Linked DNA regions of Ovis aries: all the other regions are linked to region 3. Evidence: chromatin contacts called from public Hi-C data. All regions are on one chromosome and are shown on one strand. Each heading gives the region's core, a stretch centred on a gene start, on an enhancer-like site or on the middle of the called end of the contact. The rest is flanking DNA. Distances are from core to core; before and after follow the strand shown.

Region 1 (3,463 bases), core at 285-2,784, 150 kb after region 3:
CAACTTAAGTTTTTTCAGTTAACACTATATAATAAACACTCTTCTACATTAATGGTTGTTGAAGATAAATAATAGTTCACTGTGTGGGTGTACAACAGCTTTAAAATCACACTTTCTATGTTGGACTCACTACTGCTGGCTTTTTGCAGTAACAGGTGAAGACCACAACAAACATCATTTGTGTATTTTTCTGTTCATATATCCTTAGATGGTTCCTTATAGTCTCACAAACAGTATTTCTAATGGGCTGGGGGGCATTTTTCCAGATCTCAACTTAAAAATTATCATTTGATCAGTTAAAAGTTTGCAGGCTACAGATTCAAAGGAGAGCTCTTCTATTTGAAATTCAACATAATCAACAGTTTGCTCAAATCTTAACTCTTGAAAAGTGTGTCTCCGCTATTCAATACATACTGATAGAATACTGGATATGGGGATACAAAGATGGATAAGAGCCTGTGCAGGGCAGATAACAATTCACAGCAGTACGATTTTCTATTGAGTAGAACACGATGTTCTTGATAACCTGCAGCAGATCCGTGCGCAAGACCCACAGGCTATGTTGAGGACAGTGGAAGGCGTAACCACTGGAAATTATTCGAAGTATTTCTTAAGGAGAAAGAAATGCACAGCAGTCTGTACATTTTAATATTTAGTGGTTGAGCAAAAGATACAGCCCATGGCCTCTCTTATCTACCGATTATCTATGACTCTTATCTATGACTCTCATTCACATGGTGATGGGCAGTTTGCTTATGTTTAGCACGTAAATTCAGAGAAAATATCGTTTAACTCTGTAAGAGAAGTAGAAGGAATTTAGAAATGATTCTTATAGCTAACGTGTAGACAAAAAAATATTACACCAACGGGCCCTTTTGTTTAGACAACAAAACCTAAGAGACGTCAACTGGGATAACTAAACCATCTTCAACACATTGGCGTCACACCTATGAGCGGCGGCAGCGAAAGTGTTAAGGCCTGCACAGGCCTCTATACTGCAGTAGGCGGCGCAAAACCTGGGCAAGTTTTCTGGGAGTGCCGCAGATCCCTGCCAAGCAGAGCAGACCAGGCGCCGGTGGACCCTGAGCCGTTAAGAACGCCTGGAAGACAGCGCTCGCGTCATGCCGGGAAGCCGACGGACAAACCTACGTCTCCAATCTCTCCCTCGAGGCCCCGCCCATTCCTTACCCAAGAGCTCTCTGGGGCCTCGAAGGAGGCGTGGCCCAGGGCAAAGAGGGGAGAATGCGCATGCGCACTCGGAGCCCAGTCATGTAGCCAACTATCAATCTCGCGAGTGTTGATAGTCGGTGGCGTAGGTAGTAGAACTGAGTGCTGGCGAGATAGATGATATCTACCAGAGGAAGAAGAGGAGGCAGCTAAGCCAGTTCCCAGTCTCTGTCCCTCCTTTGCTTTCCTTTCTTTTTCCCTCAACCCTCCGCCCTCCTGTGAATCAGCCCGCCTTCCCTGACCTCAGTGACCCGAGTGGCCCCGCCCACTCTCGTCGACGTGATTCCCGCCGTGGGGTAAAGCGCCGGTCGAACCCGGAGCCCCGCGGAAGAGGAGGGCGACCAGAGGGGGAGGTTGCTGGGCCTGGTTTGGGCTCGTCGCCGAGCCGCGGCGCAGGGGGCTTTCGGGTAGTCCTCTCGCTTCTCCATCTGCTCGTTGCGACGCAGCCACCCAGGCCTAGGCCTCCTCCTCCTCCTCCCTGCCGGACCCGGCCTCTGGCAGCAGCGGGTGACGCAGACGGAACATCATGTCGTCCGCGGCCGACCCTCCGCCACCCCCGCCTCCCGAGAGCGCGCCTTCCAAGCCCGCAGCCTCGGCCGCCGGCAGCGGGAGCAACAGCAGCAACAAAGGCGGCCCCGAGGGCGTCGCAGCCCAGGCGGCTCCCTCCGTGGCCAGCGCCGGCCCCGCGGACTCGGAGATGGAGGTGAGGGCGGCTCGTGGTGTGGAAAGAGGGCAGGATGGGGAGGAGGAACTGGTTCCCTCGCCTCTGTACTAGTGATGAGACGCAGAGCCAAACTTCACCCCTTCGCACTCCAACACGGCCTCAGACCGTTTGGGTCGGAAATGATGCTCTCACCCTTGCGCGTAAGCAATCCAGGCAACCTCAAGTGGATTTCTGGCACTTCACGTTTATATTATTTGTCTCTTTGGCGAACCTTGCCAAATCCTCGAACGCTCTTATTAGACACATGTTCTTGATTACTGAGGCCGAGTGAAGATCTACCCTTTTTTTTTTTTTTTTTAAGCTGGACTCCCATAATTCCCTCGCTCATCTCTGAATCTCGATTTTACTTTCCGCTAAACTTGGGGAGAGGGCGAGGGAAATTTCCCTCTAGGTACGGGGGTAGACAGGCGGGGTGGGGAAGGCATTTAAAAGCAGCGCATCCGAGGGCTTGGGCCTCCTTTTCTTCATCCCGTTCTTTGCGGGGGCGGTATCTGTTTCGCAGAAACAATGGCGAGGGCTGGATGGCCGAGGGCGCAGTGGGGATAAGCGGGGCACAGCTGCTCCCTCGGAGGGAGAGGAGGCTCCTCCCAGGCACTGTTCCGTGGGGAAGGGAAGCGACCACGGCGGCAGCAGCTGTCTTGAACCCCCATTTCATTTTGTGGGGGGAGTGATGGATGGATGGATGAATGAATTAGTGAGTGAGGGGCGGTTAGTTTGCTTACAGACCAGCGCATTTCCTCTTTGGGGGCCTTGGCCTTATTTTGAAAATTGGTACCGTTCTCTATGGCTCCCTACCTTCTGGGCTGGGGCTGGTGGGTCAGGGAATGGTAACAGTACTGCGAGGGTGGAGAGATTGGGGAACTGCCAGGCGGGTCTTTTGGGTGTGCTCCAAGGTTTTGCGATGTCTGGGAACAAAGTGTTGCTTGCTCCTTCCAATTTTATTCTTGGCCTTCGATCTGTTTTGAGATATTTTATAGTCGCAACCCAGAGATTTCTGGAATTTTTCCATCCTTGGATAGATTGAGCAAAGGTAATACTGCTCTGAAAGGGAATGTTGCTGCAGAATTAACACGATAAGGAAATGGCAGGGCAGTTTACCATAGAGCATTTGGCTCAGTAGTTTTATTTGGGTGCTGTACTAGGTCATAAGTCAGTTCAGTGGAGTCCTACTCTGTGTAACTAGCGGCCTTATCTAGGGTGAGGTAACGTGTTATTAGTTTTTGAAAGAACTTTAAAGGTAAGGGTGGGTTTTGGTGGAATAGGACCTCTGGTATTCTATAGCTTTCAGCGACTTGAAATTTGTTTTCAGTTCATGTCAGTGTTGCTTGTTTTCTTTTTCTTTAGGTTTTAAATGATTGTTTTGAATTGCTAGGGTTAACTTGGATTCCCGCTTCCTTGTTTAAGGGGCTTTGAAAGTTTGACACTGAAAGCAGTTGTGTTAAATACGCAGTTCTCAGGGCTTCCCAGGTGGCGCTAGCGGTAAAGAACCCGCCTGCCAGTGCAAGAGACAAA
Region 2 (3,426 bases), core at 193-2,692, 170 kb before region 3:
GCTCTTTAAATTTTCGTCTGTATTACAGGCCATTAAAGGTCTGATTTCACAATCATAAGAGTCAAGCCTTAACGGAGACATAATTAGGTAATTTTTCAATTTAAAGGCCTCCCATGAAAGCCTAAATTCTTACTGAGAATCTTTGGAATTTAAATTGAAAAACTACAAACATGATGACTCCATCTATTCTTATTGTTAGCCAGTGTCAGCCTAACATAAATACTGTTAAGATTTCATTGGGTTTATTTTCAAAGCACTGTCATTCTTTCTCATCTATCATTTTCCTTACTCTCCTCCCATTCTGGGGACAACGTATTTTTCGCTATCCCACACTGTCAGTTTCCCCATTGCTCAGTCGTGTCCGACTCTTTGCGACTCCATGGACTATATACACTCTACGTTATTCTCCAAGCCAGAATACTAAAGTGGGTAGCCTTTCCCGTCTCCAGGGGATCTTCCCAACCCAGGGATCGAACCGGGGTCTCCTGCATTGCAGGCGGATTCTTTACCAACAGAGATATCAGGGAAGCCCTGACAGCTATCCCACGAGAAGATACCTGTTAAAGATCGTTTCTAAATGTATACCGTCGCCAGTACCGCCCTTACTTTAATAACCATGAAGTGAAGTGAAGTCGCTCAGTCGTGTCCGACTCTTTGTGACCCCATGGACTGTTGCCTACCAGGCTCCTCCCTCCATGGGATTCTCCAAGCAAGAGTACTGGAGTGGGTTGCTATTTCCTCCTCCAGGGGATCTTCCCGACCCAGGGATCGAACCCAAGTCTCTCGCATTCCAGGAAGACACTTTAACCTCTGAGCCACCAGGGAAGCCCAACCGTACGTTAAGAGAAAGGCACTCGCATTTAGGAACCCTCCTCTGAGGTCGCACAGAGTCGGACACGGCTGAAGCGACTTAGCAGCAGCAGCAGTTCATGAATGACTTCTCTTCAATCCGAATTTTGGGTCCTTTTCCTTATTTTCTCCCCCAAATGCTCTTCGGTTCACGTTTCCAAAACTTTGATTCACAAGACTTGAACTAAATAAAACTTTCTCGGCCTTTCACATGTAACCCGACCCGAACAGAACCGACAAGAGATCGGAAGGTGGGAATCCTGGACTCATCACTTCCACCGCTCTCCGGAGCGGCTCCCGGCCGCACCACCCGGAAAGCCGCCTATGACTTACACGTGATCCCCAGTGACGCCGGTGTCGCCGCGCGACTCCACGGGGGCGACCGCGCCTGCGCGGCAGCAAGGAGGCGGGACCGCTGGGGGATCCGAGCAGGGCCCTGGAGGGGGTAGCCGGGCGGAGGCGGAGGAGGAAGAGAGGAGAAGGAGGAAAGAGGTAGGGTGGGGAGGAGTGCGGCGGGGCGGGCCTTTCCGGAGGTTCCGACAGCCTTCACTTCCTGTTCGCTGGACCTTCTGAATCCGGGTCAAGGGTGTCCACCTCCTCTTCTACCCGGCTGATCCGGCACCTTTCGTGACAGGCACTCCTGACTCAACCCAGGCCGGGTTTCATCCCAGGACCGGCTGGAGCCCGAACGCCTACACCTGCCGCGGCGCGCGGAGGCGCGCTTCCTCACCCGGCGGCTGGCAGCCCCGGGCCCTGAGTGCCCGCCGCAGCTCGGGGGGCCCCCGCTGGCCCCTCCGCGCTGATGCTGAGAGAGACCGCGGGCCCGGGGCGGCGGCAGCGGCGGCGGAGTGTGGGCCTCTGGCTCCTTAGGCCCAGCGCGGACGGGGCCGGTTCTTAGACGCCCCAGACTTGCCAACTCCCGCCCGGACTCGGATGGGCCCCCCTGCCCGATAAATGTGGCTACTGAGGCGGCGGTGGCGGTGGTCGGTCCCGCTGCTGCTGCTGCTGCGCTCCAGGTTCGCCTCCGCCCCGGGGCTCTCCTGGCCCACCTCGGGGCCGTGGCCACCGGCTCCTCACCCCCTGGCCCGGGCCTTGCTGCGTGGCGACAATGGACAAGATCCTGGAGGGCCTGGTGAGTTCTTCGCACCCGCTGCCCCTGAAGCGGATGATCGTGCGGAAGGTGGTGGAGTCGGCGGAGCACTGGCTGGACGAGGCGCAGTGCGAGGCCATGTTTGACCTGACGACCAGGCTCATCCTGGAGGGCCAGGACCCCTTTCAGCGGCAGGTGGGCCACCAAGTGCTGGAGGCCTACGCGCGCTACCACCGGCCGGAGTTCGAGTCCTTCTTCAACAAGACGTTCGTGCTGGGTCTCCTTCAGCAGGGCTACCACTCGCTGGACAGGAAGGACGTAGCCATCGTGGACTACATTCACAATGGCCTGAAGCTGATCATGAGCTGCCCGTCGGTGCTGGACCTCTTCGGCCTGCTGCAGGTGGAGGTGCTGCGGATGGTGTGCGAGAGGCCGGAGCCGCAGCTGTGCGCCCGACTCAGCGACCTCCTGACAGACTTCGTGCAGTGCATCCCCAAGGGGAAGTTGTCCATCACCTTCTGCCAACAGCTGGTTCGAACGATAGGCCACTTCCAATGCGTGTCCACCCAGGAGAAAGAGCTGCGGGAATATGTTTCGCAGGTGACAAAAGTGAGTAACTTGCTGCAGAACATCTGGAAGGCCGAGCCCTCCACCCTGCTGCCTTCTCTGCAAGAAGTTTTTGCAAGCATTTCCTCCACAGGTAAGGGTCGTGGCCTTCACGGACAGCCTCTCTTGGAAATGTAGTTTGTGTCTCTTACATACACACCGTGTTCGTTTACCGGCTCTGAAAACGTCTTCGTGGAAAAGCAGATCTTAACACCCTCATCCAGATTCTCTTCCACTTGCCATAATCAGCCTGTCACTTTGGACTTTAAAAAAAAAAAAAAAGGGAGCAGTGTTTCTATTTTAAAGGTTGAGAATGTCCAGGTCTAAGACCTTTGGCAGGAAACAAGTCGCTTAATTACTCAGCCTCTGCTCAAGTTATGGAATGTTTTGAGGATGACAGCTACTACATAAAGCATGTAAAGCTTTTATTCGTGAGTGACTAATGGCAGCATAATCATGTTTACCGTATCATAATCGTGCTGTGATTTTGTCATCTTGTTGTCATGAGTTTTTCCTTAGCTTCTGAATTTTCCCACATTTTAATTACTGGACTGTGCTGTTTGTTTTATTGCTGGATTATCCTAGTTAACTGTGTAGTTGCTGAATATTGGTATTCTCTGTCCACGGTAGTTTGTGAGAGTGGATACCGGGGGGCTGAGTGATCGGTGTTTCCCGCTCCAGGTATATATAGGCCAAGAATCGTGACCTTAGAACCACAGGAGGGGGTCAGGTGATACTTAACAGGAAAATGCCTTCTCACCCAGAAATTTTACCTGTGTGTTTACGTTCCTTGTCCAGACATGGAGCTTCCAGCTCTGAAAGTTGTGCAACACTAGATCCAAAACTGTGTTCACTCCCTCTCTGCTTGGTACCGTCATCCT
Region 3 (3,647 bases), core at 117-2,616:
GAGTTGATTTTAAATAAAAGCCAAGGCAAGTGGAAGAAACTGGCAACAAACGGAGGGAGTGTAAGGCTTCAAAATGTCCCCAGAGATAGATTCAACTGAATCCTTTGGGTCCACTAAGCGCTCCCACCACTCAGGCAAGGCTGCTCCGGGGACCAGCACACATCAGTCCGGAAGGGTCCCCTTCTGACCTCCCCTGCAGGCTGGTCGCCTTGGCGCGCTCCCAGCGACCTCGCCCTCCTGGTCTCCGCCTTTCAGTCTTGCGGGCAGAAACCCCGGGATCGCAGACTCTCCAGGGCGCGCGGTCTTCCTCCAGGCTGTTTCGCTTTCCACGCTGTCAAGTACCCGCCCCCCTCTCCCCCGCCCCCAACTCCCGATCTCCCGCACAGAACAAACTCCGAACTGACACTCGGCTGAGCCAAGATGGCAATCCACAGACTTGAACCTTCGAATGTTCCTCGGTCGCCCGGGAACCCGAGATGGCGCGGCGTTACCCTCGGCGAGGCTTCGCTGCCTTCCTTGGCGACCAGCCCGCCGGGGGCTCCGGGATCCACGGCCGCCGGGGGCGCCGAGGACCCCTCTCCAGCGTCCCGAACTACAGATCCCAGGGTGCCTCTCGGACTCCCGCGCCCTCCCTCGCTCGCTCCCTCCCTCCGCCCGTCTCCTCCTCCCTGGCCCTTGTTGTTTTGGCTGGAAGCGCTCCGGCGGAGTTTCAAAGAAAGTCTGGGCAGAAACCGGAGCCGGCCCGAACGTGGGAAGGGGAGGAGGAAAGAGAGGAAGAGGGAGCCGGGAGGCCGGGAGAGGGAGGGATCGGGGCCGGGGGCCGGGCCGCCCAGAACCTGCCGCGCGCCCTGGGGTGGGGGAGGCGGCGCAGGAGCAGCGCTAGGGGACGGGACGGTAGGCTTGGTCCCCGCAGCCAAGCAGCCCAGCGCCTCCTTCTTCTGCCGCCCTCTGCTTTCTCTCTCTTGCGGCGGCGGCCAGCACGGACCCACCCTTCGGCGGGACCTGCGCTCTGTCCAGCGACGCCGAGCCGGCGGCTCCCTCCGTGGCCCGGGACCAACCCTCAACCCTGCGCCCGCTGACCACGGGACCCTCGCGGCTTTCCCATTCCTTGCGGCGGTCCGGGCGCCTCGGGGAAGTGACCCACCCTCTCTCCAGAAGGAGGAAGGAGGGGATAGCGCCAAGCGCAGTAAAACCTAGAGCTGGCCAGTCGGAGTGGGCACTGCGCGGGGGCATTGTGTGTGTATGAGCGTGTGAGACTGTGTGTGCGCGCGTGCAGCGTCGTGTCTGTCTCGGAGTGCGCTCTGGGAGGTCCCATCCCGAAGGGGCGGAGCGCAGGGGGCCGAGGCTCGGGCTCCGCGCCGGGGCAGAGTCCCGTGGAGCCCGAGCGCAGAGGAGGCGGCCGGCGGGACGGCGCGCCTGGCGGCCGGGCGGGTGCACTGAAGGAAGGCCTGGGCATCTTCGGCCCGGCCGCGGCCCCTGCCCCGAGGTGTCGGCCTCGGCGGCTGTGCCCGCTTCTACTCACGTCCGCGGACCTGCCTGCGGGGAAGAAACTCGAACGCCAAGAGCCAGAGCGCCGCGGAGCCGGCCCGCCCCGTCCGCCTGGGGTGCGCCGCGGGAGAGCGAGGTCCCAGCAGCTGCACGGGCGTCCGGCGTCGAAGGTGTCGGGAGCGCGCCGGGCCCGCAGCCCTAAAGGCTCGCACCATGAGCGGCGGCGAAGTGGTCTGCTCGGGATGGCTCCGCAAGTCCCCCCCGGAGAAAAAGTTAAAGCGTTATGTAAGTAGAGCTCGGCCCCCGTTACCCTCCCTGGGCGGCTCGCGTGCCGACTGCTCCTCTTTAGTCCCCATCCCTTCCCTGTAGGCCCCTTCCCTGCCAGGCTGGGGACCCAGGCTGGACACTCATGCCCGGGCCTCCGCTTGGCCAGGCATCTTTCTTTCTCCAGATTGCAGACTGGAGAAATTTCTTTCTCCATCGGCCCTTAGGAAGGCCTGGTATGGCCAGCTGAGCGCCTGCTGAGTGTTTTTTATTGTTCCTTTTAGCAGGGGTTGAGGGGGAGAGCATTTTCCTTTCGTTAGACCTGCACCGAATTCTCAGGGGCTGCTGTGTAGTAAATTTCCCGCACTGAGAAAACCACGGAGGTATTAAAACTCACCAGCCCTCTCTTTGGACCGCCCTCCCTCCCGCCTTCCCCACGGGATGGTTTCGGAAAGCGGACGGGAGACCTGGGAAGTTGGCGTTAGAGCCGAGCATCTCCAATCCGCTCCACGGAAAAGAAAAAAAAAAGTTATTACGCGCCCTACCGTTTGCTTAGCGGGGTTCACACTTTCTCGGTTTTGAATCGAGGGACGTTGGAGTTTGGCCCGAGAGCCTTGGCAGTTTGCTGCGAGAGGAGGGCGCTGGGGGGAGCCTGATGGCTGGTGTTCGGGCGCCTTGGACACGCTGTCAAACCCTGTGGGAGGGGACAGCGAAGGCCAGTTAGGAGTTCTGTGTGTTATGGTCCTTTCCCAGGCCACCACAGTTGCTTCGTGGTATTTGTGTAATTGATACAAGATGCTGATTATGTGTTAAGCCGTTTTAGCCGTTAGGGGAAGTATTCCTTGAAAGAACCAACGTTACTGCAGCGGAAGTCTGTGTCCTCTTTGGGGAGTCTGGGATCTTATCCCCTTCTCCCCCATTGATTCTTCTGTCGCTGCCCACAGCAAAGGAAAGAAATGACACCTTTGCCCTCGCTTATGGAGCAAATATTTGTCTAGTAAAGTATGTCTCGAAAGCACAGTATGTGCCCCCTTAAATATAAATTTGCTAACGGGGAGAGTAATAATGGACCCTGTTTCTTGTGAAAGGATGTCTACACCCAATGCGAGAGCTCGAGGTAACCCTGTTAGTCAGTTTGCTTGCATAGAACGGAGTGAAGTGCAATATTTAACTTAGCCCACAACTCACCAGTGAGTTTCTGGTTTACTTGCTGCCAGAATTTGCTATAGGCAAGTAGTTCTCCTTTAAGGATTTGATGCCACAAATCCTAGGGATGTTCTTCAGAGATTTTTAAAATTCTTCCAAATTCCCTCTCTCCATCTATCACAGTTTGCCCAAGTATTCTGGTAAATATGGTGACTTTATTCTAAAAGTTGGGGTGAGAGGCAGTGTGTTTTTCAGTTGGGAGTTCTGTGTGTATGTATGTGGGGAGAGGGTGTGGTTTGATGTATTTGTTTTGAGAAGGTACTGTTTAGGAAATGATTGATTCTTGGGGAAACTAAAGAACACTACATTGGCTGGAATAGGTAGTGGTAATAGAGATTTAATGCTTTCTTTCACATGTTTGGTTTATGGCTCTCTCAAAAGATGCCACACGCTAGACTAGGGACCATAAAATTAAAAAAAAACAAAAACAAAAAAAAAAACCCAGCAGGAAAAAAAGCCTTGTCTCTTGGGCTTGCAATTTAATGTACTACAAAAAATCAGCCCAAACAATTACATCTTAACTGGACCAAGAAAATAGAAATTCTCAATTTAAGAATTTTAATATTTCATCTGATCATTACAACAGTTTTATGAGGCAGTTATTATCTGTCTTAAATGAGAACACAATCTACGGAACCAGAGTGTGCCAGAAGCAGGATTTGAACCCAGATCTGCCTGCCTGCCTGCCT

Evidence for each region. Hi-C and Micro-C count contacts between places; a contact is called where the count stands out from the background.
Region 1: a contact with region 3 is called in a Hi-C map of hypothalamus, with 4 times the contacts expected there. The contact joins the promoter of SMARCA5 here to the promoter of GAB1 in region 3. A contact is called at or near these places in 2 of 16 Hi-C or Micro-C datasets (hypothalamus and liver).
Region 2: a contact with region 3 is called in a Hi-C map of hypothalamus, with 7 times the contacts expected there. The contact joins the promoter of USP38 here to the promoter of GAB1 in region 3. A contact is called at or near these places in 4 of 16 Hi-C or Micro-C datasets (hypothalamus, liver, muscle and 1 more).

Annotation. Positions count from the first base shown.
Region 1 is chr17:14,461,630-14,465,092 of ARS-UI_Ramb_v3.0, reverse strand. SMARCA5 (SWI/SNF related, matrix associated, actin dependent regulator of chromatin, subfamily a, member 5) reads left to right here and starts at 1,534. Exons shown (of 23, transcript XM_060400631.1): 1 at 1,534-1,930. The coding sequence starts at 1,754.
Region 2 is chr17:14,784,674-14,788,099 of ARS-UI_Ramb_v3.0, reverse strand. It overlaps USP38 (ubiquitin specific peptidase 38), which reads left to right and starts at 1,442. Exons shown (of 9, transcript XM_042234314.2): 1 at 1,442-2,639. The coding sequence starts at 1,958.
Region 3 is chr17:14,615,258-14,618,904 of ARS-UI_Ramb_v3.0, reverse strand. GAB1 (GRB2 associated binding protein 1) reads left to right here and starts at 1,366. Exons shown (of 13, transcript XM_060400634.1): 1 at 1,366-1,773.